Regions from separate parts of the Mus musculus genome. Here all the other regions are linked to region 3. Evidence: chromatin contacts called from public promoter capture Hi-C data. All regions are on one chromosome and are shown on one strand. The core of a region is the stretch at or near the end of the contact, and the rest is flanking DNA. Distances in the headings are between cores, read along the strand shown.

What was found. Capture Hi-C pulls out chosen DNA fragments and counts their contacts.
Region 1: a promoter capture Hi-C map of liver shows a contact between it and region 3. The contact joins the promoter of Whrn here to the promoter of Tnfsf15 in region 3. A contact is called at or near these places in 6 of 39 promoter capture datasets (frontonasal cranial neural crest, hippocampal neurons, liver and 3 more), 3 of 484 Hi-C or Micro-C datasets (beige adipocytes, embryonic fibroblasts and nephron progenitors), 3 of 115 datasets of contacts at active chromatin or transcription factors (the NIH/3T3 cell line, bone marrow-derived dendritic cells and bone marrow-derived macrophages) and 2 of 9 other capture datasets (adipose tissue and liver).
Region 2: a promoter capture Hi-C map of liver shows a contact between it and region 3. The contact joins the promoter of Atp6v1g1 here to the promoter of Tnfsf15 in region 3. A contact is called at or near these places in 2 of 39 promoter capture datasets (liver and neural stem cells), 2 of 484 Hi-C or Micro-C datasets (both in liver), 2 of 115 datasets of contacts at active chromatin or transcription factors (bone marrow-derived macrophages and pancreatic cancer cells) and 4 of 9 other capture datasets (adipose tissue, liver, macrophages and 1 more).

Annotation. Positions count from the first base shown.
Region 1 is chr4:63,493,319-63,497,655 of GRCm38.p6, reverse strand. It overlaps Whrn (whirlin), which reads left to right and starts at 1,665. Exons shown (of 12, transcript NM_028640.2): 1 at 1,665-3,043. The coding sequence starts at 2,423.
Region 2 is chr4:63,543,162-63,547,572 of GRCm38.p6, reverse strand. Atp6v1g1 (ATPase, H+ transporting, lysosomal V1 subunit G1) reads right to left here and starts at 2,808. Exons shown (of 3, transcript NM_024173.2): 1 at 2,574-2,808. The coding sequence starts at 2,655. It overlaps Gm38592 (a long non-coding RNA gene), which reads right to left and starts at 2,280. Exons shown (of 2, transcript XR_881351.1): 1 at 1,635-2,280; 2 at 1-1,556.
Region 3 is chr4:63,742,838-63,747,083 of GRCm38.p6, reverse strand. Tnfsf15 (tumor necrosis factor (ligand) superfamily, member 15) reads left to right here and starts at 2,025. Exons shown (of 4, transcript NM_177371.4): 1 at 2,025-2,275. The coding sequence starts at 2,054. It overlaps Gm42294 (a long non-coding RNA gene), which reads right to left. Exons shown (of 5, transcript XR_881353.3): 3 at 1,973-2,378.

The DNA of each region.
Region 1 (4,337 bases), core at 416-2,915, 250 kb after region 3:
GAAATCTCCCTGTGGCTTCCCATTACTCAGAAAGATTCTTCTTTTAAAATATTTTATTTACTTATTCGTTTATTATGTGCTACAGGGTTGCTACACGTGCCACAAGCACCATGAAGATTAGAGGACAGCTTGCAGGAGTTGGTTCTCCCCCTTCCACCGTGCTGGTTCCAGGCATGAAAATCAGGTGGTCAGGCTTGGTGGCAAATATCTTTACCCGCGGAAACATCTCTGCAGCCCAGAAAGTCCATTCCTGTTAGTCTCCTCGCCTCACTGTGGTCTATCTTGACACTCCTAATGCTTATCTTTTTTATGTTTGTTTGTTTTTAACCTTGACCTACACCGTCTTTCCTTTGCCAGACTATGACTCTTTGAGGTCAAAGATTTCAACTCTTTATCCTGGGTCTCCAGCATCAACCATATGCCGCTTGGTCAAGCAGCAGAACGGGTGCTTGGCAAATGTTGAATGAAGAATGACCAAGTGCACAGGTAAATAACTAGCCAGGGAACAAAACACCCTTCTGCAGCCAGCTCAAAGCCACTCCAGATAATCCTTCTCTTTTTCTATTTCTCCCATATCAGAGTCAGCCGTTTCATTCCTGTGACGGCAACCCAGGACAGTCTTAGGGGAAAAAAAACCAGCTTTTCACAGAACACCTCTGGAGAGGCAATTCAGGTTTAAAGAGATCCACATGGCATGTAGTGGTGACTAGGTCAAGCACTATAGATCTTCTTAGAACACTTCTTTGACTAGAAGCCGAGTTTTTCCTGTGATAGTGTTTAGGAGAGTGGGTATCAGATGACAGACTTTAGACTGTGTATTCTGACATCTTTCCATATAAAATATGTTTTTTTTAAAGACTGTATATAGAGTTGTCATGTAACCTTCACCCTGTTCCCTCAGTGTGGAAAAGATCACAAGCGGGACCTAACAGTTGGTACAAGTGACATTCCTACTCCAGACTTAGTTTTAAATGCATGTGTGTGTGTTTGCATACTTTACAGTTCTGATAACAGCTCCTTGCTTTCCCCCACTCCCCCCTCCCCCCCCCCCCCCCACTCCGGAGAGCACCAGAGGAAGGGGCCCAGGCTGATCTATCCCAGCACAGGACTTGGCTCCTGATGGCACCTGTGTGGCTTATATTCTTCTCATGTGCAGAGCAGGTGACCGATTATCGTCCACATACTCACTTAAACTTGCAGTCAGCACGTGTGCAAGCTGCAGGAACAACATTTTAAGGCAGAAAAGCAGAGCATGAAGCATCTATTATTTTAGAGGCCAAAAGTTGGCCATTTTCCCCAATTGTGAATTGGCAAACCGGCTAATTGCTCCAAAGCGACCCTGGAATCGAGCTGTGATCGCCGGAAAGCGCAGCTTTTAGGACCCCATCTTTCACCCCTGGGCTGAGGAAGTGGGAAGACTTCGCAGGGGCCCAGGGCTCCTCCTGCTTTCTTTCACCCCCACTTTCACCCCTTTCTTCCTTGGGGCCGGACTGTTTCACCCCGTCTCCAGGCAACAGCCAGGCGCGCCAGGCGGGACGTCATTTCCTGAAGAGCCCGCGGGGGGACGGGGCGGGGAGGGGGAGGGGCGAGGGGGCGGGGCCAAGTCCCGGCTGGCGACGGCGGCGGCGTCGGAACTCGCTGGAAGACTCAGCCCAGAGCTGCTCAACAGTTCGCAAAGTCCGGGCTCCCGGCCGCGTGGCTCCGTGTGCGCCCGGGCGGCGTTGGGGCGCGGGGGCCCGGGCTGCTGCATGGTGGGCGGCCCGGGACATGCCCCGCACCCCCCGCCGGACGCCCGCGTGGCTCCTCTGGCTGCGACTGCTCCGGACTCTGAGCCTAGATTGACCGGCGCCCTAACTTCTTTCTGACTTTGGGGTCCCCCAGCCCTAGAGGAACGGGCATCTCGGCTGGGGGAGCCCCGGACATGGTGTGACGGGGCGGGCGGCGTGGCTGCGCCCCCCACTGCGGCCACGCACGGTCCCCGCGCCTTCCGGCATGTAGCTGCTGTTCTCGCTCCCCCCGGCCTCCAGCCGCAGTCTCCACGACCTCCGGCCTCCAGGCGCCAACTCTTTGTCCCCCCAGGATCCCGCCGCGGTCCTCAGGATTGCAGCCGCCGTCTCTTCGTCCTCCGAATTCCAGTTTCACCTGCCTTCGCGCCCCTGGGACACCAGCCGCTGTCCCTGCCACCTCCCCAGGATCCAGCCAGCGCTCTAGCTCACCTGCACCTCCCCAACCCACCCTGCAGCCGTCGTCTCCGCTCTCCGGGCCAGTCTAGACTGCAGCCGGTGACTCCGCGTCTACCCCAAACCCAGACTCCAGCCGTGACCTCCGCGCCCCGGGGAATCCAGCTGTCGCGCCTCTGGCCGCAGGTGCAGCTGCCGCCCCGCGCCGCGCGCCCCGAGTGCGGCCGGGCCTCGGCGGGGAGATGAACGCACAGCTGGACGGCCTGTCGGTGAGCTCGTCCTCCACCGGCTCGCTGGGCTCGGCGGCGGCGGCGGCGGGCGGCGGCGGGGGCGCGGGGTTGCGGCTGCTGTCTGCCAACGTGCGCCAGCTGCACCAAGCGCTCACGGCGCTGCTGAGCGAGCCCGAGCGGGAGCAGTTCACTCACTGCCTCAACGCGTACCACGCGCGCCGCAACGTCTTCGACCTGGTGCGCACCCTGCGCGTCCTGCTGGACAGCCCGGTCAAGCGGCGTCTGCTGCCCATGCTGCGTCTGGTCATCCCGCGCTCCGACCAGCTGCTCTTCGACCAGTACACGGCCGAGGGCCTCTACCTGCCAGCCACCACCCCCTACAGGCAGCCCGCCTGGGCCGCTCCCGACGGCGCGGGGCCCGGGGAGGTGCGACTCGTGAGCCTGCGGCGCGCCAAGGCCCACGAGGGCTTGGGCTTCAGCATCCGCGGGGGCTCGGAACACGGCGTGGGCATCTACGTGTCTCTAGTGGAGCCGGGCTCCCTGGCAGAGAAGGAAGGGTTGCGGGTCGGGGACCAGATTCTGCGCGTCAACGATAAATCTCTAGCCCGGGTGACCCACGCGGAGGCTGTCAAGGTAGGGCTGTGGTTTATGGGAGCGTTAGAGGACAGTACAGGCAGTTTAGTGCTCCCTCTTCGGTTGCCTGTGCTGCTATCTTTTATACCAAATCGCCTGACCTTTCTGGTCTTTGTTGTTGGTTTATTTTTGCCTCCCTGACCGGATTTTAAAAGAGGAACATTTAATTTGTGGCGCAGATCGGTGTTCTGAGCACGGAGGAAATGGTTATTCTTGCCTTAGGTGACCTAAAGGCTAAGGCACATACACAGTATAACATAAGCAAATGCCTGGTCATAAAATGTGAAAAGGGCTGTGGATCCTTACAAGTGTTAGAAAAGAGCCCCTGCTTGACATTGGGTAATTGATGCTCTCCCCCCTCCAGACCCCCCCCCACCCCCCCCATCTTTATTGCTGCTGTGCTGTTTTCTGGATCCTGTAGGCTTTTTGCCGCTGAAAGTTAGTTCTGCCCCACTGCTAGTAACCCAGGAGGAGGCTGGGTAACCACAGAGCTGGGGCTGATCCTTCTATTTGTGGACTAACCAGTGTATGCTGGAACAAGCCAGACCAGAGAACTGGCGCCTAACTTTGTTGCAAACTTGGCTTCTCCCTGACCATGAACCCAGAGTCCCATGAAACTGAGCACGGTTTTTCTTGGATCTGTCAATTGAGAAAAATAACCTCACCACAACCAGCTAGTAGGAATCTAATCCATCTGTCTGGAGGAGCATTCATGCTTGCTAATCTTATCACCCAGGGTGAGTGAATGCCAGCCAGTTGGAGTATGAGCTACAGTGTTTGGTCCGTGGGTGGATCCAAGGAGCTTTCTCTCATAAGTATTTAGCCTGAGCCCTACTGCTTATTAAACAAGAAGTGAGGAGTTTGAAGGAAAGGAACGGCAGCATCCATCCTGTACGGAGAAATGCTTGCTCCAGGTTTGGGTTGACCTGTGGTGTGAGCCCCTCTCACCCCATTCTCTGGTCTCCTGGTCCACCTCATCCAGATGTACCAAACAGGGCGCACTGGCTGCTGGGAAACTCCTAGGCAGCAAAAGTCCTGGGCTGCTTGCTGTGTGGTGTTCAGTGGCTCGTGGCCAGGCGAGTTGGGCTGAGTGCTTGTGTGTGCGCCTTGGATACCACCATCTGTCTCTGACACTGGCCTGTCTAGTTTGCTTCTCTACTCAGAGACCCCTTTTGGGAGGTCCCTGAGGTTTCTGAAAAATTCTCTCCCTTTCTGGAGAAAGCCTAATGGACTTTGATTATTCTGGGGACCAGCAGAGAAAGCTCTTTGTGGGCTTCACATTCTCCCATACCCC
Region 2 (4,411 bases), core at 1,559-4,058, 200 kb after region 3:
GATTAGGGCAATTCTGGACCTGTAATGACTCTGGCACCAGCGCCATCTGAAACAGTCTGTCCCTACACACCCCAAGGATTACTTCGCAAGCCTACACTTAAACACAGCACTTACTTAAGTTCACTCCTCCTGTGCTAAGCCCAATCCTTCAGAGAGAGTCCTCCCCTATCAGCTACATGGGCTACATTTAAAGCCAAAGACCTTTTCCAAACCAAGTCTATCAAAGACATCCATGGTCCAACCATTATTCAGGAACTCCAAGGTAATTTCACAATTTACTATTCCCAACACCCATAGCTCCCTGAACCAGTCCCTAACAAGACCACCAATGCCTTTTGGCAAACATCCTCACTCTACCACTCAATCACACGTCCAGTCCCCAGCCTTAATTTTTTTTTTTGGGGGGGGGGGGGTTAACACAGCCTGTGCTGGTTCGAAGTCTGGGATTCTGCTGTGTGGGATCAGTTTCCCTTAGAGTCATGTATAATTGCTCCCAGCCCCAATTTTTTTTTAATCATGTTTCTCAGACCTTACAAATGGTCTAACCTAACAAAGTAATGATTTCATGAGAAACTCAGGCTTGATTATTTTACAACATACCCTGACCCTTCCCAGTCTCTGTGTGTATGTGTTTTCTCCTGGTTTCCAGAGACAGGATTTTTCTGGCTGTCCTGGAACTTGCCCTCGAACTCAGTGATCCACAAGCCTCTGAACGCTGAGATTACAACTTTTCCTTCCCAACCCTTAACTGAGCAAGTCAAGTGTGACCACAAATCAAGGATGACAGTTCTCATATTTCAGCTCTTTTCAATGCCTCTCTTCCCAACCCCTGAAAATATTAAAATGTGAGCTGGCTGTAAGCTAACCCCTCTAAAACAAACTGCTTCAGCTATCTGATACATACAAGCTTGCAGCCAAGTAAGGTTTAAAATCTCCCGGGAACACGGTCATTCCCACCACAGTCCAAGTATTTGCTCTTGCATCTCCTCCAAACAGCCTCACATAATTCCCAACACATACACCTGCTACTGCGGCTGAGTCATCACAGGACAAACTGACAAGACAGTCTGGAAATTCTGGATCGAGAGCATGACAACACAGGCCTTTCTAGCCACCTGAGAAGAAAAGGGCTTCTCTCCACCCCCAGCATTCTACAGAAAACATCTCCTGGAAATAAAGAATCGCCTAACTCCCACCAGGGCCACACTTCAATCTACTTGGGGGGTGAGCATGGTGGCACATGCCTTTCAGGCCAGCACTGGGAAGCAGAGGCAGGCAGATCTCTGAGAGGTCTCAGCCCGTCAGCAGTATGTAACATAAGTGTACTGCAAGTTTTATACTAAGGAAAATCCCTTGCATGAGAAAGGCCTCTCAAGCCAGAGTCTGGCCAAATCACCTTCTGGGTCTCATTTTTCCCTCCTGCAAAAAAACAGGAGCAAACGCAGTGTCTTCTTACCTTGGAAAACTAGATTCATAAAGGTCCTGAGACACAGTTTCCAGTTTCCAAAAGCTTATTCTAGCGGCAAGGCCATGGAAACCAACAGCTTACTATAACACTACGTCAAAAACAAGCATTAGTGAGGGAAAGAGCCTGAATGAGGAACCGCTGCCAAATTCTGAGATCCAAAACTAACCATCAGGGCAAACGAAGTGCAAAAGCCTGGAGGGCCAGAAATGAGGATGCCTTTAGGATTCAAGCGACGCAGTACTGCGGGAAGAGAATTTCTCACAGGGACATGCTTAGGAGAGAATACAAAAGCCTGACTGATGAAAACACTTCCTCTAATCCATTATGAAATACCAGCTCCATTCTGCGGGGACAAGGAGTGCTGAGTGGAAGGCCAGGTGTGACGAGAAAGTTATGTTCGAATTTTAAGCAGGTGTCTGAAGTGGGGGGGGGGGGAATTTGTTGCAGAATATTACAGGCTTCTTCCACTCCTTGGTCCCAGTTACACACGTGGTAAACTGACTTTTCTGGCCACTTTGTCCCTCTCAATATTGGCCTTTCACTGCTACACACATCCTAACTGGTATGTGCGCCTCCGCTGGAACAAGAAATACCCTGTGATGAATATGAACTCGGCACTTCTCTAATACATTCTCAGGGGAACAAAGAAAGGAATGACTGGCCGAGTTAGGTAGCCACATGAACTCAGGGAGTTCAACTATGGTGCTGAAAAAAGAAAAAAAAAAACAAAAAAAAAAAACGATGGACGGAGATCAGGTTAGAGAGGCTGGGCGAACCGTTTAAAGTGACGAACGTGAGGGAGAGGTGGCCAGAATGACCTAGGTTCGCAGACTCGACGGCCGTGGAGGTGGCTCCCGTAGGTGGGCCGCGGCCGGAAGCAAGGGATCGGGATCGGGTGGGAGCAGTTTCTGTGGGGTGGCCCACTTCACGCCCTCCACCCCGAGAAGTGGACGAACCCACTACTGTCTCCACAGGCACCTGAGGTCCAGCCTCGAGGCTTCCAGACACCGCCGGGACAGCTTCTGGCCCCGACACTGTCCCCCGGCCTCCGCCCGCGGCCTAGTCGCCGTCCCAGCCTAGCATCCCGCCCCGTCCCGGAGCTCACGCTTGCGGGCCTCGGACACCTTCTCGGCGGCCCGCTTCTCGGCCTGCAGTAGCTGCTGGATGCCCTGCGACTGACTCGCCATTGCTGAGGGGACTTTGGGCTGAGAGAACGGCCTAAGTCAACTGCTCAAACACCCTCCGAAGCCCCTCGGATCACCTGATCCACCACCCAGACTCTGCGCCTGCGCAGCGCGCAGGAGCCCCGCCCCACCGTCAAAAGAACCGCCCGGTGTCTCAGCTGACTGACTGCCTTTGAGTCCGGTGACTCCCAGGAGATGGGGCGGGGCGGGGCGGGGCGGGGCGGGTGAGACGGGGCGGCGGGGTGGGGCGGGGTGAGACGGGACGGGGCGGGGCGGGACAAGGAGGGACGTGCCAAGCTGTTCCACTACGCCTGCGCATTGAGAGATGGCTACTCCTGCTCTTTTGCAACTGTCAAAGGCTGGTTTTTTATAGCTGGTATTATCCCTGTGGCAGTCCTGTCACGTGGTTATTTCTCTCTTCCCGAAATTAATAGTGTGCCCACGTTGAAGTTCAGAAGCAAGGATCCAAACCTGATTATTTACCCCCTCTCTTCACCCAGCTAGACTTCCTACCTTTCTGGAAATTTCTTTGGAACTTACACCCTATCAGGAAGCAATGCTGCCCTAGTGGTACAGGCTGCAAACCCAGCACACCCGTGTCAGGATGCTGAAGCAAGAGGATTGATTGAGTTCATGACCTGGCTAGTGAGACCGTGTTTGGCGGGGGAGGGGAGTGGGAACCAAAGCAGGTAGTGAGGCATAGCACATGCCTTTAATCCCAGCACTAGGTATGCAGAGGCAACTGAGTCTCTCATTCGAGGCAGGCCTGGTCTACAGAGTGAGTTCCAGGACAGCAAGAGCTACCCAGAGAAACCGTGTCTCGAAAAACCAAAAAGAAAACATCTATCATGGAGAAGTTTAGGAAGTTCTGGCCAGTTCTGGAGAGACGTCTGAAGTCCTAGGTTCAGACACTAGCAAATACTCAGACACACTCACACAAGGACTCAGCATCAAGTCAACTACTAACCCCTGTGACTTGTGGGCCAGTTGCCATCCTTTTTCATGGTGCTAGGGCTGGAACCTAGTTCCCTCAAGCATTGTAGGCGAGTCCCTTCCACCCTCTGAGCTGTATCCCTGGACCTGCCATCCCTTTCTGACCCAAGCTTAGGAATAAATAGTGCTGTTTTCCATAAGTGTTGCTGCAAGCACAGTGGGCGTGCACACCTCCTTTGATCCTGAAAACAGATTAAGGAGACAGAGTTGTAATAGCTCAGGGTATAGATATTTACCTCACGTGGAGGAAGGAGAAAAACAATTCCTGCAAGCTGTCTCCTGACCTCCACAAACACAGTGACATATGCAGTACCACCACCCACCCACATGGTTTTGAAAATTTAAGACATTAATTTAAACAAATAATTGTAGCATAATAAATGTGCCAAGTGTTTTTTTTTATTACGTATTTTCCTCAATTACATTTCCAATGCTATCCCAAAAGTCCCCCATACCCTCCCCCCCACTTCCCTACCCACCCATTCCCATTTTTTTGGCCCTGGCGTTCCCCTGTACTGGGGCATATAAAGTTTGTGTGTCCAGTGGGCCTCTCTTTCCAGTGATGGCCGACTAGGCCATCTTTTGATACATATGAAGCTAGAGTCAAGAGCTCCGGGGTACTGGTTAGTTCATAATGTTGTTGCACCTACAGGGTGTGCCAAGTGTTTTAAGACATGCTTGTTAATGAAGATAAACCATGTGACCAGTCATGAGGAGAGAATGGATCTGAAGGCTCTCCCAAGGGAGAGATCTAAAGTGAGATGCT
Region 3 (4,246 bases), core at 776-3,275:
CCATTTCTTAGTAGGTTTGCTACCTCAAGCATGGATAAGCAGGGGCCATAAAAGCTACCCTTTGATGGAATTCACCTCAACAGTTGTTAGTTATGAATCAAGTACCCATTGCCAAGCCAGGAGGAACATCTGCATGACTTAGCACCTTCCCTCCCAGCTTTGATGGCGGTCCAATGGAAGTGACAGAAAGAGCCAAGCCAAGTCAGAGCATTTGGTGACAGAGAAGATGGGATGCCTCGAAAGCATTGAGGATAGTATCACTCCCAGCTGGAGGGAAGGGATGCAGCAAAGGAGGAATAGGGGAATGGGGAGAGAAATCAGAAGCTTCCCCAGCAGAGAAAACACCGTGGGTGAGCATTAGACTGTAGAGGACTGGAGAATCTACATCTTGGGAACATAGGAAAGGTGAGTCTGGGCCCCGGGGAGGATTGACAGCAGGTAGTGTCCAGGCCAAGGGCTTTCCGAAATACTGAGAGGAACTGGGTTGTGTTCAAGAATAGGGGCCACCAAACAGGGACATGCCATGGGCTACTCTAGGTGCCTGGTTTCTTTATTCTTTCTCCTCACCTCTCTTTTTTTTTTATTATTTAGTCCTTCCTTCCTTCCTTCCTTCCTTCCTTCCTTCCTTCTTTTCTTCCTTCATTCTGCATGTATATGTGCCACAGTGTACATGTAGAAGCCAGAGGACAATGTGTCAGGTCTCTCTCTCTCTATGTGGATTTCCAGTATTAAAGCCAAACCATCAGGCTTGGCAAGAAGCACTTGCGCCTGCTGAGCCAGCTCACAGGCCATGGATTCCTAATTGCTGTAGACCACCTTTATACAGGGTCCTCTATGCTTCTCTGGTGTCACCCCTCCCCACCTCCAAGACTGAATTCAAGCCCCACCTCCTCTTCCAGAAGGGGATTCAGTCCTCCAAATGGAGGCAGAGAGATCTCAGTGAGTTTGACGTCAACTTGGTCTACCTATTGAGTTTCAGGACAGCCAAAACAACATAGTAAGACCTTGTATTTAAAAAAAAAAAAAAGAAGAAGAAGAAGAAGAGGAAGGAGAAGTGGGGGAGGAAGAAGGGAAATGAAAGAGAAAATAGAAAAAGAAAGAATGAGAAAAAGAAAAGCAGTTGTCTCAGGATGAAATAAGTCGATAATAAGTCAATTGATATTTGCCTCCCAGCATTGGGTTAAAAAGCAAGTGTTTAGTGAATGCTAGCACATATCAGCTGCCATGCCCTCTCCCATCCACAGCCAACATAGGCAAGGTAAACCACTGGCATTAAGTTAACTTTGGGACAAAGGAGTACAGAAGCCTATGTCATTATCTCTCTGACAGTCACTTCTAACTACAATCACAACCAGATACTCTCTGCTGGAACATAAATAACCTTATGTTTCACAGGCTATGCCCATGTCTAATTGTAACTTAAAATGGACATCTTCCTGGCTCTGCTCTCTTCCATCCAGAATGACGTAGGGCGGGTACCTTTCTGACTGTCAGTACTTCCATCTATAGAATGACAGGGAGATAAGACGGTTTGTGGCGCTTGGCAAGGGGCTGATGTGAACGTGATTTCCATTTCCTGTTGCAAGCCACACACCTCCTAGTCCCTCACTTTCACTTCCAGAAGGAACACACTTCCCAGACCAGCTCGGCTGGCTGCAGTCCAGGGCAGGAGCAGGTACATTTTAATTTGCCCCACCCATTGACTTAATGTATTCTTGATCTCCTCCTCCAGGGACTTTCCTGACTTCCTTCTGTAAATGAAGGAAAGAGCACATGAGCATACTGTACATAAATATGCTTGGGAAAGCTTTCTCCTTCTCCTTCTTCTTCTTCTTTTTTTTTTTTTTTTTCTTAAACCAAACTTGGTTTCTGTTGTAGGCGGCGCATTCCCTAGCCGGGCAGGGCAGGCTGCAGAGGGCTGTCAGAGGGAGGGGAGAGTAAAAAAGGGAGGAGAGGACAGTCATTAACTCACTCAGTGTGACAGCTGCTCTCTTATTTAATGGGGGGCTCTCTGGTCAGAAGGGATCAGAAGTCTCTCCAAGACAGCAGAAGGATGGCAGAGGAGCTGGGGTTGGGCTTCGGAGAAGGAGTCCCAGTGGAAGTGCTGCCGGAAGGCTGTAGACACAGGCCAGAGGCCAGGGCCGGGCTAGCTGCCAGGAGCAAAGCCTGCCTGGCTCTCACCTGCTGCCTGTTGTCATTTCCCATCCTCGCAGGACTTAGCACCCTCCTAATGGCTGGCCAGCTCCGGGTCCCCGGAAAAGACTGTATGCTTCGGGTAAGTAAACTTGCTCCTGCTTAGACAATCAGTGGTCTCTCTGCAGGCAGCTGTGTATTCCAGTTTGGGACAGAGCCATTCATGGATAGCGCTGGTGGCTCCCCTGTACAAAGCAAATACAGACCGGGGGGTGAGAGGTGGAAAGGTCCCATCTGGTTCTTAACTTTGCACTTCCAGGGAATTGAATTGTTTCATCTCATGTTTGTGCAAGAATAACTTCACACTCCATATACTCTTTTTTTGTTTTTGTTTTTAGATCATTATAATTACAGTGCGGCAATACTTTGGAAAACATTCCTTTTTCCTTAAACAAAAAGCTCTTAAATTTAATTACATAATGCATGATTATTGAGGGGAAAAAACATAGAGGTGTAAACTATTAGTGAACTAAAATATATAATGCCTTTCTATTTATATTGGAGGATGATTCTGAGATTTCTACATAGTATGAAATTGTTTCTATGGCAATGACCCCACGGCAGTATGATGTATGGATGACTATATTATGTTCTTATACGTGTGTGATAAAATTTACTTAACCAGCTCCTCTTCTTGGATTTAGAAATATTTTTCAGTGCTCAATTAAGAACATACTGACCCTGAGATTTTGCTGGGACTAGAAAGAAGGTTAGCCACCACAGGGGTATAGGGGTGGCACTCAGAGAATGAGGGGGGCAAATATCCAAGCGGTGACAAAGCCAAGGCTGAGGACACCCAGGAAGGATCTGAAAGGTCAATGTGTGTTATTTAAAGAATATTCCTCAGGGGGAAATATCTGACATAGTCTGTAGTGACTGATTCTACTTTAGTCCCAAAGATTAAGGACTAAAAGCAAAAATAGGCAGCCTAATTAGAAACCTGGTCTCTAGTCAATCCTGGGCAATTTCCACTCTGTGGCTAATGTGTAACTCCTGCCACTCCATCAGGGTCAACAAACTGTGATTCAGGCAGCCACGTGTCATGGTTTATACAGTGTAGACATGTGCAGATAGACTAGGAAGGCTGCTTATGTTAGAAGGGACCTGTAGGGTATTAGAAAATGGGAGGTCAGGCTATGACCCCAGAAAAGCACACACACACACATACACACACACACACACACACACACACACACACACACACACACACACACCAGACTGAGGCACTTCAGGGAATACTCAACTCATACGGAGAGAGCTGTTGTTGAACACTGTATTATTAAGTGGCCTCCAGCAATCTGTGCCTCCTTGGACTCTGGAGGGATTCCTGACATACAGTTGGATCCTATTACTCGAGATGCTGTCTACAATCCCCATGTTGGCCGAAGCCAGACAAGGTCATCTAGGTACAGTCCAGAAAAGGGAATTGGCAGGGGGAAATGACCCAACAGGGAGACTCATAAAGAAGGTGCTGGGTGCCATCACAAACCACAACACCCGAGTCCCCTCCTCACAATCCCGACTCAGATGCCTTAGGTATGAGCCACATTGATACCTAATGCTCCCATCCCACCACGAAGAAAACCATCTTGCTGGAGGGGAGACACAGAGGAGCTTGAGGTTGTTGCTTAACCAGACTACAGGACATCTCAGCTTCCAAACAGAATAGTAAAGGGGCTGAGACTGGGATGCCTGGAGAGATGCAGGTCCTGAGAAGCAGCAGCTGGCCACTCAAGGCAAGTTCTTAAGGGAGAAAAATATTTATGAAACAGCTTGTAGGGGCTTAAATGGGGGCCCTGATTGCTATGCGCAGATAGAAGGAACACAGAACAGCTGGGAACATCCAGGATCAGTGGCCTGAGAAGCTGCTACCACCAATTCCTTGGGACTGGGTAAAAGGAGTTTTAAAACAGCAGTTCCCACCCTGTGGGTCACCACCTGCACAGCGGTAGCGTATCAGATATCCTGCATATCAGATAGTAGAATAATGATTTATAACCTCAGCAAAAGTTTCAGTTATGAAGTAGCAACAGAATAATTTTATGGTTGGGGG